2 separate regions of the Mus musculus genome follow, and region 2 is linked to region 1. A link is a contact called in public HiChIP or PLAC-seq data. All regions are on one chromosome and are shown on one strand. Each heading gives the region's core, a stretch centred on a gene start, on an enhancer-like site or on the middle of the called end of the contact. The rest is flanking DNA. Distances are from core to core; before and after follow the strand shown. Region 1 has its middle 33 kb from the start of Gm19585. Region 2 has its middle 120 kb from the start of Gm19585.

Evidence for each region. HiChIP or PLAC-seq counts read pairs in DNA pulled down with a chosen protein or histone mark.
Region 2: an H3K27ac HiChIP or PLAC-seq map of bone marrow-derived dendritic cells shows a contact between it and region 1, with 2.5 times the contacts expected there. The contact joins two enhancer-like sites. A contact is called at or near these places in 1 of 15 datasets of contacts at CTCF or cohesin (the NIH/3T3 cell line), 1 of 484 Hi-C or Micro-C datasets (CD4 T cells) and 1 of 115 datasets of contacts at active chromatin or transcription factors (bone marrow-derived dendritic cells).

Annotation. Positions count from the first base shown.
Region 1 is chr17:52,180,503-52,184,855 of GRCm38.p6, forward strand. No RefSeq gene overlaps it. Among named protein-coding and RNA genes, the nearest start is that of Gm19585, 33 kb to the left of the region's middle. Within about 2 kb of position 2,424, at least 20 of the 459 cell types and tissues checked have an H3K27ac peak or open chromatin away from gene starts, as enhancers often do.
Region 2 is chr17:52,028,701-52,033,053 of GRCm38.p6, forward strand. No RefSeq gene overlaps it. Among named protein-coding and RNA genes, the nearest start is that of Gm19585, 120 kb to the right of the region's middle. Within about 2 kb of position 2,516, at least 19 of the 459 cell types and tissues checked have an H3K27ac peak or open chromatin away from gene starts, as enhancers often do.

The DNA of each region.
Region 1 (4,353 bases), core at 1,174-3,673:
AAGGTGCTATTCAGGCTACAGGGGGAAAAAAGCAACCAACGATCTCACCCAGCTGTGAACTCTGTGAACTGTAATAATGATCAGTGTGGTAAGATATGTCCATGAGTGCAATAATGGCATAAGTGTTATGGTGGAACCAACCACTTTTTATTTGATTTAAGGCCTGTTCTGTAGGAGGAAACACCTTCTTGATACTATAAAGCAAGAACCCATCATTGGGGAGGATGCAGGCTGCAGAGAAGAATCTACTGCTATTCTGTCAAGTGGACATAGTATCAAATTGCCTTACAAATTCATATTTCTATATCCATAGATTGTGTGAGACCTCATCAGAGAAGTCTCTGTGTATCATGGACAATATTTGGTACAGAAACTCACAACTGGTCAGAGTGCACAGAAAAATGGCTGTAGAGGACTCAGCCAGGAAGGAGACATGTATATCAGCTTCCTCCCCACAAGGCTTAAGAAGCATCACAGAAGAGGAGAAGAAAAGATTGTGGGAGGCAGAGTTCAGAGACTACCAAAGCCAAACAGTGTATTCTTGATATGAAAAGACCACTGCATTTATGAAGTCACAACTTGTAATTGCCTGTACAAGATCTATGTAAGATCAATCCTGTCAACCTCCAGTATAGTCTATCCATAACTGAAGAGCTATGAACAGTTGATTGTGTCTTGGGAAGAGAAATTCAGTTTTCATTAAGGATGATAGTCCCTAGCAGGTCAACCATGCTCCAGTGAATGACCCCACAACTAGGAATATATGAGGGATACAAATTGGACTTGAAGGGCTATTTAAGCAAACACACACACACACACACACACACACACACACACACACACACACTCACACGCACACGCACATGCACACACAGTTGGAGGTGAGATAGTGAGGTGGGTCAATTTGGAATGAGTTGGTGGAAGAGTAGGTCATGGATATGATCAAAATATATTGTATGGAATTCTCAAAGACTTACTGAAATGTTTGTAACATTAAATAAAATCATTACTCAAGGAAATCAAATGAGGAAAGGAAACCAGGGATTTGTTTGGAGTTATTTTGCCTTTGTAGCTATGTGAAAGTCTCAGAGATTGCTTGTCAAGAAAGTCTTTTGGAGGGCTTTCCATGGTGCAATATTTAATATTTAGAATTAAAGCCTGGGGAAGGAAATATTATTGTTGAGTAGGAAAAATAAATTTAAAGTTGAAATTGTCCTTAAATGCACCATTTACTTTTTGAGAATCCATGCCACCTAGTACTTCACAGCTCAACCTCTTCTGTGAGTATGTTGGAGGTAACCTTCCTGAAGGAAGAGGCCATATGTTATGCCCATTGTGATGTTTAGGGTTTAGATTTGTTCCCATGGTCCTTCAGTTTTCTTTAGGATGCATCTCTCAGCAGGTGTGCCCACTGAGGAGTCTGAAAAACGATCTGACTTTGAACAGCTGCTTGCTTGACTAGAGCCAAGTTTTCTTGATTTATTCTGAGTCTGCTCCATTCTTGGGCTGCTAGTCTCTACTATGCCCAATCCACACACCCCTTGCCTCTCTCATATGTGATTCCTTTTTGAAATTCAAATGTAGGAGACTCACTCAGTTATATTGTTCTCATGATCTGTTTTACAATCTTGTCTCTCAGTCTTTTTGGTTAGTCCTTAAAGCCACACTTGGGCATTATCCCTCTCTACAAGCCTACTTCAGACAAAGTTAATTATTCCTCCATCTGAGGGACATTATCACCTCATTCATATTTGTTGTGCTTTTTGGAGGAGACTGCCTCATTGTTAAATATCCATTTGCCAACATACAAGATATCATGATATTCCATTGTTTCTATTACTTAGTTGAGGAGCTGCCATGGGGTAGAGATCTTGGGCAAGTGCAAAATTGAATGGCTGAGTAAACGAAAGCAAAGTTATCTGGTTCTTGAGGGATTGAACACAAAGCTTAGATCCTCTGGTTACCTTATTACCATAGACATTTAAAATATTCAATACACTTTGCTTCCAGGCCTATAAAAATTTCTGTTTGTCATCTCCCACAGAGTTGACTCTTGGGCTATGACTAATTACATGTGAATATTAGTAGATAGAAAAAAATCAAATTTTTAATTGGATGGATTCCAATCATAGCCACAAATATTTTACAACCATAGACTAAGTGTATTTATGTGAATGTGATACGTAAATTTGTATGAACCTATATATGCTATAATTTAGTATAAGTAAACCATCAAATACACTCAAGTTCTTCCTTCGAAGGAGTCACTTGAATGCAAACTCAACTCTAACCAGGAAACCAAAAGCATTTAGAGGGCAGTGCTTAGTCAGCCTGGACCAACTTGTTCTACCTGTTAGGGACAGAGTCCTGATGAAGTCCCCATGTTCAGGGAGTTGTTTCTGGAGTAGCAAGAAGCATTCTGTGTCTCCCCCTGCTGGTTGATGGAATGACTAAAGGGAGCAACCCCTTAGGACTCCTCACGGTCATGACCTTACAGCCTGTGCCATCTGGTCATTGGCTTCTGTGAACTTTTAATGAGGAAAGTTGATGTCGAGTTCACATCAGGTTATTTCCTCTCATCCCCAGCTTGCAAACTCTGCTTAATTAGCATTCTGCATTTCTTAACAATTCTAACTTCACATCCCACTGAAATAAAGCATTAGGAAACCCTCTCCTTGCATATTTTAATTCCAGGCTATCACTACATTTTGATTAGATTAAAATTGTTTTTAAAAGCCTGTGTTTGAAAATAATCTGCAGGGTTACCGCAAAGGATATTGCTTCCTCTAGTCAACCAGCCACCAAGAGACACGAAGAAAGAAAAGTATAACGCCAAGTAAGGTGATTCCACAAGATATTTGGAAGAGGAAAGAATTATCTACAATTTGTTTGTATTATCTCATTAACTGTACTTGGTAATTATATATCAAAAGAATTTGAAAAAGGTTTTTGTTGTGAGTATTTTAGTTTACAAAGAAGGCATTGCATAATAAATGGCTTACAAAGCAGAAAAGGTTCTCACCAAATGGTGACAGTTAAAATTAGAAACCAAAGTGGTACCATTATCAGCTATGAAGTGAAGACATCAGAGCAGAGAGTAGAAAGACAGAGAGACAGAGAGAGAGAGAGAGAGAGAGAGAGAGGGAGGGAGAGGGAGAGGGAGAAAGAGAGACAGAGACAGAGACAGAGACAGAGAGAGGCTGAAAGACAGGAAATGAGACAGAGATAGAGGAGGATCTCCATAAGCTAAATGTGCTCAGTCCTAAGTAATAAATGCTTCCATCAGAGGCTTTAGAGAAGAAGGTGGACAGTTTAGACTCATTCTGTGCCATTCTAATTGCTGAACTGGGAAGATAGCACATGAGACAAACACAGAGATGTAGGTGAGTTGGGAGATGACCAAGGTGAGAGAAAACTGGACTGGATTAGTAACAGTAAAAGCACTAAGATGTGATTGTAGATATTTGAAAACATGGTGTACATTTGCTTGTTGATTACATGCATGGTAGAAAGAAGGAGAAAAACCAAGTCCATGTACAGGATGTGGCACCTTAGCAAACACTTGGGTAGAGAGAGCTGGGAGGGGCAGAATTAATTTTAAATTTAAATATAGTATTTTGATTAATTCTTTCAAAGATTTATGCATGCACATAATATATTTTAATCAGCCCTACCCCTGACCACTCTCCTCCCCCTAACTTCATTCTTCTGTTTTTTGCTGTTATTATTTGTCATAAGCCTCAGAATACAGTTCATGCTGCCTGTATTTGCACAGATATGGGACCACCCACTGGAATGTGGTATTGACTGACCAGCATCTATAGCCTAGAAGAAAATTGACTCTTGACTCCTAGCAACTATCACCTGTTAATATCTCCACAGCAGAGGCTGGGGACTCATATCCTCTGACCTACCCCTATCTTGGGATGCTGCCTAGCTTGATCTTGTGCAGATCTTGCTGAGGTGACCACAGCTTCTGTGAGCTCATGAGTACAATGGTCTTATCATGTCCAGAAGACACTGTTTTGATCTAGTTTTCTCCAAAAAAACCCTGGCTCTTAGGATATTTCTTATTTCTCTTTGAAAACTGTGCCTGAGCCTTGCTGGAGAAGTGTGATATTGATGTCCAATTTGTAGCCGAGGACTTCATATATGCTTCCTCTCTGTAAGGAGCAGTTGTGAGTTCTGAGCTGACTGCTCTCCACTGCAGAAGAGTGGTAGGCTTTTGTAAGTGGGCAGTAGTTTGCCCAAGGCTCCATTTTCCACCTAAAAGTCAAGATAGCTTTTCCAGTCAATGAAGTGCTGCAAAGTGCTGTGGGTGTCACGAATCTAGTTATAGATAACATGAATGGC
Region 2 (4,353 bases), core at 1,266-3,765, 150 kb before region 1:
TTCCCATTACATTAGACCCTTGTCTGTGGGTGATTGGATGCATGATGGACCTAATGACTACTAATGTTGTCCATGTTTTTATGTGCTTATTGACCCTTTGTAAGCCTTCTTAATTGAAACTTTCAAATTGTTTTCTTAGTATTTCTTATGTTTTTTAAAAATATATTCTGAATATAAGCCTTTTCCAGAAATGCAATTTGAAAATATCTTCTTGAGGAGTGTAGCTTGTCTTTTTGTTTTCTAGTAGTTTTGAAGCATGGAAATTTTGCACTGGATTTTTTTGATGCTTGGTCTTTGAAAATAATTATATCATCAGCTGTAAATGTGGTTGTATTACTTCTCCAGTGAAACAGAATCAGGAATATGCTCTGCTCTTGCCATTTCCTTTACTGGCAGGGATGTATCGGAGCATCACTGAGAGTCTCCTGTAGAGCAGTTTGTTCTTTCTAGTCTCATAACTGCCTTTCAAGAAGGATGCTGATCTTGCTTTGTAGTTAAGAAAATGGATTTAGTAACTTGAACAAAACCAGAGAGAGAGAGAGAGAGAGAGAGAGAGGGAGAGGGAGAGGGAGAGGAGAGGAGAGGAGAGGAGAGGAGAGGAGAGGAGAGGAGAGGAGAGGAGAGGAGAGAAGAGAAGAGAAGAGAAGAGAAGAGAAGAGAAGAGAAGAGAAGAGAAGAGAAGAGAAGAGAAGAGAAGAGAAGAGAAGAGGGGTAGGGAGAAGGAGGGGGAGAGATGATGCATAAGCCACAATGTAGATTTGAATATAGCTCTAACTCCTTCACATTTCAGACATGGGCCCACTGACATTTCTCAGGCATGAGAAAGCCTGGGTCCTGCACAGCTAGCAGTAGGAGTTTAGGGTTTGGATCTCTGCTCTGGGTCTGGCAGAGGGACAGGTACTATCTTTCCTTTTCTTTTTCTGGCTGTCCTTTCTCTAGATACAAAGTAACCCTTGTTCCTCAAACTAGCAAATGGAAAAAAATACTGTTTTATTTCAAACAGTTAATATTCATCAAATGTGAATGAAAATACCTAACAAATAATTACAACAAACAGGATATCTGATTAAGATGGAAAAGACGACAGCCCTGTGAATTTTTAATCTGAAAAATAAAGAGCATTACATTAATAAGACCTAATTATATCATTAAATATTTAAAATTACCTTCTTTAATAGATTTTTATTTTTATTTAATATATTTCTTTTTAAAAAGTCTGTGACACTTTCATGGGATTGCTACATAAAATCCTATAAACTCTTACGGCAAAAGAGAATTTTAACTTAACATATTCATCATATTGATCTTGAAACTTCCATTTTATTTATTGTTCAAGAAAGCTAATAGCCCTTTTACTATTTATTATAATTGATATTTTTGCCACATAGAGTGATAAATAATTAATACCATCACAGGCACATCATGTGCAGTACACTCATTTGGGAAAAAAATTACAACAGGTCGTTTGAATAGTGTATTATACATTCCACTTTAATACTCCTCACTTAAAATTAATTCTATGTTTTACAGGAAAACATAATTAATTTGGGGAATCTGTCTTAAATTGATCACATCTTGGCAGCTGATGCTAAGGCGGGATCTAGTATAAGCTGGATCTAGAGTTGCCATATTTCAGTTGATTCTTGGGGATAAGGAAAATCACACACCTATGGCTGAGTCCTTCACACCCTGGGGAAGTGTTTATAAAACGGGAGGAATGGTCTTTTAGCCTCATACTCACCACTTCAAAGCTGAGTTTGATTTTAATTTCTGTGCAGTTTTCATAATTGTGTTTTAATGGAAAAGTAACACCTCTCAGAAATCTCTAATAACTTAAATTAAATCCAACAGATTTTTCTATCCCACCACCACAAGAGTCATTTTAGGGAAGTAGAAAAAATGGTCTCATTACTTCTATATTGTCGTGATTGAGTTAATTGCACACATCTTTCCATGATGCAACTGAACTGAGTTCCTGGGTGGCATCTGGGGAATGGGTTGAGACGGTTAGCTTTGCCTCTTCCTAGACATAAGCTCACTGCCTACTTCAGCTTCTAGTGTCAGCTCCTGAGGAAGGGAGCACACTGTCCTTCCTCACTTTATGTCTCAATGCTATCTGTCTTGTGTTACTATTGAGAGGATTTGAGAATGGATGAAGGAATGTATTGGGTCATAGAGTTCTAACGTACCACGGCCACACAGAACTATAATGAAATTATTAAAGTCAGCCAGATAAAGCAGCCAATAAGCCCTTTCTGATCATTATGCCTGTTGTTCTTAGTAGGGTTACCCAACACATAGGGCACTGAGTGAGGCCTATGGCTCAGTCTCATTTCTGAATCCATCAGCATTGTAAGTAACCACGAGGTTTAATTTATACTTTAAGTCTGATAGGTGTACATTAACGTTCTGCCTCTCAGATTCTACAGATTTTTTTTTATGCTGGTTTCTTGGTGCCACTTCCTCAGAGATGCCAGGTGTTTTGCTCTTATGAATGGTGCACACAAGCGACTTGACTGACAGCGCCCACTCACCTAAACAGATGAAACTGTACCACGTAGTGTGTTCTGTCCTGGTCTTCTGTATCCTCCCGCTTCAATCACCGGTAGCTTGTAGCTTCAAACTAACTAGGGCAGACACATCATGGGTCCGGTACGACACTCAAGAACCTGCCTGTGAGTTCAAACTAAGATTGCAACTATTCTTGAAAGAGTGGGTGTGATTGGTTTCATTTTCTTTCCTGTGATTCCTTCTCTTCCTGGGCATATTTTCTGCCACAGATTATGTGCACTCAGATGTCAGGGTCGCTTCTTGAGAATCTGACCTAAAGTGTAAAGAGTAATATTTAGGTTTGCACGTGACGGATGGCACTGCTCTTCTCTCTTGAGAAAACTAAACCTGCTCTAGGAATGTGCTTTTTGCCCATGTCTCTCTTCCACCCTTTTAATGCCTGTGCTTAAATCTGTGCTAAAACCTTTGCTCAATAAATGCCAACTTCCCATTTAAAAATGCTGCATGCCATGATTCAATCTCAAGGACTCCCCCACCCCCCGCCCCACACATACACACACACAAGGCTCAGCTCTAGTACTGGCTGAGAAGCTAACCTTGAGTACCCTTATGGGTCTGAACCAGCTTCCTACAGAGAAATAAGATTCTTTGAAACTCTGGAATGCCACATTTGTACGTAGGACCTCCTTATTTCCTGGCAGTTTGTGGATCAAAAAAAAAAAAAATCTGAAAAAACAAAGCAAACAAACAAACAAACAAACAAACAAAATCTGTAAAAGGGAGGTCTTGGAATTACTTGTCTTCAAACTGTGAATTCTATAGGAAGCCTGAACAAGTTGGGTTAGGAAAACACAGAAACTATTCTCCTTGAAATCCAGTGACAGACATCAGCCATTAGAGAATAAAAGTTTCCACACAGCAGTTATCCAGAGAAGCACATCTGATCCTGGTGTAGTACTCAATTCAAGAATCCAGAGGTAGGGCAAGCCTACAAATGGGATGCCGTGTGGGCAGTCCAACATAAGTCATTGAAAGAGCAGGAAACTTAAGGTAGGAATCAGAAGTGCTAGCCCCATAGCAAGTCAGCACTGAAACAAGAGTGTTAGGAAGGGGCAGAGCAAACTAGTTTTGTAGATAGTTAACTTACATAAGCAATACAAGACTATGAAACAAATCCTAAAGTCTCTGTATGACAAGGTGAAGGGGAGCGTTCTGCTCATATAGAATCTGCTTTTAAAAGATGAGTTTTATTATTATTTTGTATATATGTGGGCCTGTATATATGTATCCACATATGCCTGCAAGTAGCCAAAAAGTCCTGAACAGGTATTTGATTCCCTCAAAGTGAGATACTGGTGGGTGTGAGTTGCATGACATGGGTGCTGGGAACTGAATGGGTCTTCTGTAAGAGCTGCAAGTACTCTTAGCCACTGATCCAGCTCTCCAGTTTTGCTTGTATACCATCTCATGTTTCAAACATTTCATCTGTAGGTCTAATTCTAATATATTATCTATCTATCTATCTATCTATCTATCTATCTATCTATCTATCTATCTGTCTGTCTGTCTGTCTGTCTGTCTGTCTGTCTGTCTGTCTGTCTGTCTGTCCGTCCGTCCGTCCGTCCGTCCGTCCGTCCATCCATCCATCCATCCATCCATCCATCCATCCATCCATCTATCTATCTATCTATCTATCTATCTATCTATCTATCTATCTGAGTGAATGGTAATCTAGATAAAAATGTATAACAGGATCCTCATCTGGGGTGAATATAGACCCTAAACAAGACACAAGGAGGACAAACTATGAAGAAAAGGACTGACATTAGACTTTATTAAGAT